2 separate regions of the Mus musculus genome follow, and region 2 is linked to region 1. A link is a contact called in public Hi-C data. All regions are on one chromosome and are shown on one strand. Each heading gives the region's core, a stretch centred on a gene start, on an enhancer-like site or on the middle of the called end of the contact. The rest is flanking DNA. Distances are from core to core; before and after follow the strand shown. Region 1 holds the start of Tulp3 (tubby-like protein 3). Region 2 holds the start of Lrp6 (low density lipoprotein receptor-related protein 6).

Evidence for each region. Hi-C and Micro-C count contacts between places; a contact is called where the count stands out from the background.
Region 2: a Hi-C map of B cells shows a contact between it and region 1, with 5 read pairs. The contact joins the promoter of Lrp6 here to the promoter of Tulp3 in region 1. A contact is called at or near these places in 1 of 39 promoter capture datasets (cranial neural crest) and 1 of 484 Hi-C or Micro-C datasets (B cells).

Annotation. Positions count from the first base shown.
Region 1 is chr6:128,354,255-128,357,483 of GRCm38.p6, reverse strand. It overlaps Tulp3 (tubby-like protein 3), which reads left to right and starts at 1,633. Exons shown (of 11, transcript NM_011657.2): 1 at 1,633-1,746. The coding sequence starts at 1,706. It overlaps Rhno1 (RAD9-HUS1-RAD1 interacting nuclear orphan 1), which reads left to right. Exons shown (of 3, transcript NM_001326585.1): 3 at 1-484.
Region 2 is chr6:134,565,432-134,568,660 of GRCm38.p6, reverse strand. Lrp6 (low density lipoprotein receptor-related protein 6) reads left to right here and starts at 1,748. Exons shown (of 23, transcript NM_008514.4): 1 at 1,748-2,018. The coding sequence starts at 1,964.

The sequences.
Region 1 (3,229 bases), core at 384-2,883:
TGTCATGAACTGTTGGTATTTTTCTCACATTAACTGTTTAGACCTCTGACGTTTCTTGTACTGTTCACAGCGTTTGTAAATAAATGGCTGCCGAGTTTTTAGAGAACCCAGCCGTTGTCAGTAATGCAGCCTCGTGCCCATCTATAAAAGGTCTATGCTTATTAGTCTTCTGCCTCGAACTAATTCATCTCACGCTGTTGGTACCGAGTGTGAGGCTCAGCGACTGGAGAAAATCAAGAGAGAGCTCTGGTTTTTAATGGTTGACAGCCTTGGCTCAAAGGGTCCCAAGCCAGGCCTGTGTTGGTGAATACGATGGGGTCAGAGAGCTAGGGGACGGATGAGTACTTTAGGTTTGTGTTTTGAGATGTGTTTACAGTGGAAGAAATATGACGCTATCACATGTGGTGGAGAAATGGATTCCTATCAGTAACTTATCCTATGTGTACATAAAGTGGAAGCTCACACTCTAGTGTGGGTAGTGTGGATGTGCCTGTCTCAGTGGTCCTCTTACTCATTCAAATAGCATCTCTTTCAACCCTACTCATTTAGCACTAGCCCTTTCTAGACCAAGCAGAGCTTATGAGTGAAGATTTGTAGCACACACACACACACACACACAAAGGAGCAATCCAGAGTCCCACAGGGAGAGGGGCTAAGTGAGTGCAATGCTTTCCTAGCCTATGTGTGCAGGTATCATATTCCCTAGTTTTCAAAAATTAATTTCTGGGACCTGGAGAGGTGGCTCAGCAGTTATGAGCCCTGGATGCCCGGAGGCGCGAGTTCTATTCCCAGCACCCACATGGTGACTCACAACCATCTGTAACTCCAGTTCCGGGGTATCTGACAGCCTTGGGCACCAGGGATGCATATGATATGCAGACATACACATAGGTGAAACATACACATAATAGCCTAGGGCACGATGGCACATGCCTTTAATTCTAGCACTAGGGTGACAGAGGCAGTAGGATCTCAGAGTTCCAGACCAACCGAGGATAGTATAGTGAAATCCTGTCTCAAAATAAATACATTATTTTTTAAGTGAATTTTTGGATTCAACATCAGTGTGACTTTGGCCTTACTAATTAAGTTTATATGCTATAGTTCTGGTCATAAAGTCCTATAGGGACCAAAGCCACAAAGGCATTGATGGCTGGAGGCATGATTTACTGCAGAGAGGACAGCTTAGCTGCTACCCTCACTAAATAAGGACATTTGCTGAAGGTCCCCAGGTAGGGATCCCTCAGTCGGGCTTTGGGCAAAGGCTGGTTTGGGAGGCTGAAGGCCTCGGCTATCCCAGAGTCGGTGGTCAGATGCTGAGGCTTCAGGTGATAAAGAGTAGAAAACCCAAGGCAGCAGCCTGGATGTTCTCGGTGCCACAGAGGGGTGCTGGGGATCGCTCTGTGGGGGCCAGTCCCGGAGCGGTGGAATGGAGCAGCAGACTCTTCCGACCCAACCCCGGGGGGCTGCTCCCGGATCTAGCGCACGCGCCTTCGCCTCCCGGTGCCTCCCGCCCCCTGGAAACCCTCCAGCATCATGGCTAACGCCATTTGCCAGTGAGAGGGGAGCGTAGGGCACTGGACCAATGGGCGTCGGCGACAGTGCGGGGTGTGGTTGTCAGGGGCGGGGCCCGATCTCCTCCATCCTCTCCAGCCGGGCGGCGGCGTCTCGGGGTCTGGACGCTGATGCCACCGGTCGGGCGGGTATGGAGGCGGCGCGCTGCGCACCCGGACCCCGCGGGGACAGGTCAGGCGGCGGTGGGGCGGGCTGGGGTCTCCAGGGTGGGCGGGCAAGAGCGGAGGCCAAGATCGGGTCCCCAGCTGAGCAGGCGCTTTGCACACCCCGCGTCGCCAGAGCGCTCTCGCGTCTCTTTCCTGGAATTTACCCCGAACCTGCTCACCCTACTCCCCAAGGGCCTCCGATTCCCTCATTTGCAATGCGCTGTGCATCCCGTGCCGCCAGCACTCTTGAGCCGCTCCCCTGGAGTTTACCCTGGACCAGCTCGCCCTGCTCCCCTGGGGTCTCGATTCCCTTACTTGCAATGCGTTCGCCCTCCCCCATGTCTTTCACGAGTAGGATCAGAACTGAGCTGGAAGGAGGGCACTCTTGGGAGTCGACGCGGAAGGTCGCGAGTGATGGTTAATTGGTTCCAAGGCCGTTGCATTTGGCAGTCATTGCGGAATTCTGGAACGAGTCCGAGAGCTGAAAATGCAAAACTGTTCTTTTCTTCTTTCTTCCTTCCCCTGAGTTCTAGCAGTTCTTTCAATCAGGACTTAGTTTAGACTGATCCGTACTCTTGCTCGTGCCCCTGGCTTTTCTACCAATACCCCTCTTTTTGCCTGGTTCACATGGTGAGCTTGGAAAGACAAACGGGCTGCAATCTCAGCCTGTTCATTTCTTGTCAGCTAGGCTAACGAAAAGTTAATGGGGGGCCGTGTGAAATCACTGGCTCAAAACTTTGGCATGGTGTGAGGATTAAAATCAAACACGCCAACTACATTCTTCCTTTACCATTCCATTACCACAGCGATAAAGGCTTGGCGTGTTAGGATTTGGTCTGACGTTTAAACTGGTTTTTAACTGATCCGAAACCATATTTTACAAAGTTATAAAGACGGAATAGCGACCCCCCCACCCCCCGTGGGTCCCATCCAGACTAGGCTTCCCTGAAACTTAATAATAAGTTAATAAGGAGGACTTTGAACATTTGCCCCCTACCTCTGCCTCCCAAGGCGTCACCTGTTTTAATCTTTCATCAACTAAATTCTATAAACATGATAGCTGCTCTCTGAAATTTGTTTACAACTTCTCCATTTTGGGAACCGAAGATCCATTTACAAGGGTAAGGTCGGGGTAGGAAAGTTAGAATTCAGCGTGTATCCGGTTGAAATCAAATGATATCGCGTTCAGTTGAGGGATTTAGTTGTTAACGAAATGATTTTTAGAGAAGTAAATTTCTTAGGGATGTGATTTTATTTTTATTTTATTTTTTGAGATAGGTCTTATGAAGCAAGACTGAAACTCGATATTCAAACCAGGTTAGCCTCAAACTCATACAGACCCATCTGACTCTGCCTTCCATGACTCATGATTTTAGGGAACAAGGACTTGACTTTGAAACTGGGACCAGCTGGCAGGTTTTTGTTTTGTTTTGTTTTCATCTCCTGGACTTGAAGCTTTAAGCTTTAATGCCTCCTCCCCCACCTTTTCTTCCAAAGAAAGAAATCGA
Region 2 (3,229 bases), core at 499-2,998, 6.2 Mb before region 1:
CCTTCTGTTCTCCATCTTCACTACTTTTAAGCATGCAAATTTTGTTGTTGTTTACAAAAAAGTGTGTGTGTCCTGGAGAGGGTGAGTCCCACGGCATATATCATATAAATGGAGGTCAGAGACAGCTGGAAGGAGTAAGGTCTCTCCTTCCACATTGTGGGCCCTAGGGATTGAACTTAGGCTGTCAGGCTTAGAGGTAAGTGCCTTTACCCACCGCGCTCCCTCACCAGCCTACCTGAAAACATTTCCTAACACTCCTGTACAATCCTCCAAGTTGGTTGCTTCAGGTTCTGTTACTCAGGACTTGAGTGGCCTTGGATAAGTCACCGAGTGTCTCAAATTCTTCATGTGTGCCAAGAGAATCACAGCAAAGCCAGTCTCATCTCAGGTTAGTTCTGAGTGGCCCATCTGATAAATTGCTTGCAAGCCCTAGGTGAGCCCTTTGCCCATTCGCCTGCAGAAAGGGTGTGTGATGGCTGGACAGGACACAGCTGATGGTTAACGTTTGGAGCTGGCTGGCCTAGGCTGAAGCTGGCCAGTTGACTGCAGAGGGCATTTGGGCTATTACTTGGAAATGCCCACTGCACATGTAGTGGTAGAGGTTGTTTTGGGGGCTCCTTTTTTTCTCTCAGACCTGTAACCCCTCCCCCTGAAAAGACATGTTTTATTTTCTCTTTGCTGTTAGCTACTAAGGATTTTCTCTCTCAGTTTAGAAAGCTTTAGTCCTTGTCAGCTTAGTTCACAAAAAAAGGTCTGTATTTCTTGGAAGGCAATAAACAAACAAACAAAAAACTATTGTTTTTTTTCTTTAATTTTTTTCTTAGTTTATATTTATTGTATGTAATGATGGATAAGATTCAAGCACATAATTTTCTTTTAACATGTGTGTGCCTCTTCCCCCAACATTAGCTTCACTCTTTTTCCCAGATAGTCATACTTTTATTTTCTTATCATCTATGTGTTAACTCATATATAAAGGCATTTCTACACACACACACACACACACACACACACACCCCTAGATCCACATATGAGGGAAACTTGTCTGAGTAAGGTTTACTTATGTGTATACAATCCCACAATCTTTGTCTTTTCCCCATGTGTGTGACTTTATGTGTATATGTAAAGCAGGCTCCACACTAGGAGAAAAACATACTTTTTTTTTTTTTTAAAGTCCGAGTCTGGTTTATTTTACTTCCTATGATGAGGATTCTCAACCCAGTCCACTAGCGATGTGCTCCGCGTTGGCTTCTGCACACCGTTCCCCTGGCCCGCCGCTTCGGGAAAGCGTAAGCCGCAATGGCACTTTGATTTTCCTACGTCCCGGGGCAGCCCCGGGGTCCGCAGCTCCACCTGGCTCGGCGGCCGGGCGCACAAAGAGCGGCGCGGGCGGCGACGGGCCGGGACGCAGAAAGTAGTCCCGACCACGCCGGCCCCAGTGTCGGCCGACGTCGCCTCACGCCCTCCGCCGCCCGGGGAAAGAATCCCATCGGAATGCGCCTCGGGAAGACCTTATCCCCGCAGCGTGCGGGGGCTCGCGAGGCTCAACCCGCGGGGGCTCTCCGGGGAGTCGGCGCGCGCGGCGGTCGCGGCTCCCGGGGTCCGGCCGCGGCGCGCTGAGGACGGGGGTGGGGGGAGTCGGGCGCGCAGGGAGACGGCGGCGGCCCCGCGGCGGATCCCTGCGCCGCTGCGAGAGGAAGAGGCTGAATGAGGCGCCGCGCGGGGGACGTGGGGCGCCGCGGGAGGAGGCGGCGGCATGGGGGCAGGCGCTGGCGTCGCGCGAGCCCGGGCCGGAGCGGCGCGCTAGAGCCCTGACGTGCGCCCTTTTCTTTCTTCTCGCGGCCGCGGAAAGCATGAGCGTGCAGACCCGCCGCTGCGGCGGCCGCCCCGGCTCCTCGCCCGCGCGTCCCCTGGCCGCCGGGCGCCGGTGAGGGCCGCGAGCGCGCGCGGTGGTGGGGGGAAGATGGGGGCCGTGCTGAGGAGCCTCCTGGCCTGCAGCTTCTGCGTGCTGCTGAGAGGTGAGGCGAAGCGAGGCGAGGCCGGGGGAAAAGTTGCCGGGGTCCCGGGAGGGGGAGGGGAGGTGGCGGGGACAGCGGCGGGGACAGAGGCCTGGCGCTGGGGAGCCGCGCGAGGAAGGGGCCCGCGGTCGGGGGCCGCGCCCGGCCGCCGCGCACACCCCTGGCCGGCCCCGCGGCGCCGCCGGACAAAGCTGCGGGCCTCGGGGGGACCCCTGGCCCCCCGCACTCCATCGGAATGACTGACGGTGCCCGGCTCGCCTGCACTCGGGGCAGAAAGGGGCTTTTGTAGTTGCGCTTTCAGCACCATTGGTGTTGACCTCCCTCTCCCTCGAAGCCTGAGCTCACCTTTCCCGTGTCTCTTAGGTGAACTTTTTTCTTCTTCTTTAAACCCCACTATTTTTTTTTTCCTTCTCCCCTCTCTAGGCCTTGTTACAACTAATAATTGTCTTCCGCGGGGATAGAATGGTCCTGGGTGAGAGCACAGTTGGAAATTGACTCTAGGGTGATAGGTCGCGCTTTTCAGCATTCGGGATCATCTGAGCCCATAATAAAAACACAAACGTTGCCCTCGTAACCCCTGGTATTCAGGACTCGCCCCCTGTTTGCGGAGTGTGCAAGTGTACAGTTGGCACCAAGTAGGGAAGTCATCCTTGTGTGGCGAGGAGCCTATCCTGGGAACTAAATTATCATTTGCTGGGCACCCCTGGGAACTGCTTGGCACTTTAGTAAATAACAGAGAATGCCCTGGGTAATTTGCTATGGGAATCGCTTAAACGTAGTGGCTCTGTGGTGTTTTGAATTTGGACTGTGAGGCTGAGACGTACGTCCTGACTTTTTGTTGTGTGACAGTTTGCAATGGAAACCTTGTCGACTGGTCTTCAGTTGATGAGCGATGGGGGCTGGTGCCATGGAGAGTGTTGCCTGTGCAAGAATTGAGGTGCTGTTTGACGCCGTATCTTGTTGTTCGCTTTTGTTAACTTACCTGTGCCAGTTAATGGGACCTCTCTGGGATTCTTAGTTATTAATTTAACAAGCTCAACGTTTAAGTCCGTCAGAAGTATGGAAGTTTGCAAAGTAGGATAGTAACTAACAATCTTATGATGTAAATGGGACAGCCTATCATCTATGCATGTGTGTATTTGAATAAGACTATTTGCCTTAAAACCCCCCCACCATTTTCTAAAAATAAGCGTATCCCGAATTGTCTAGTC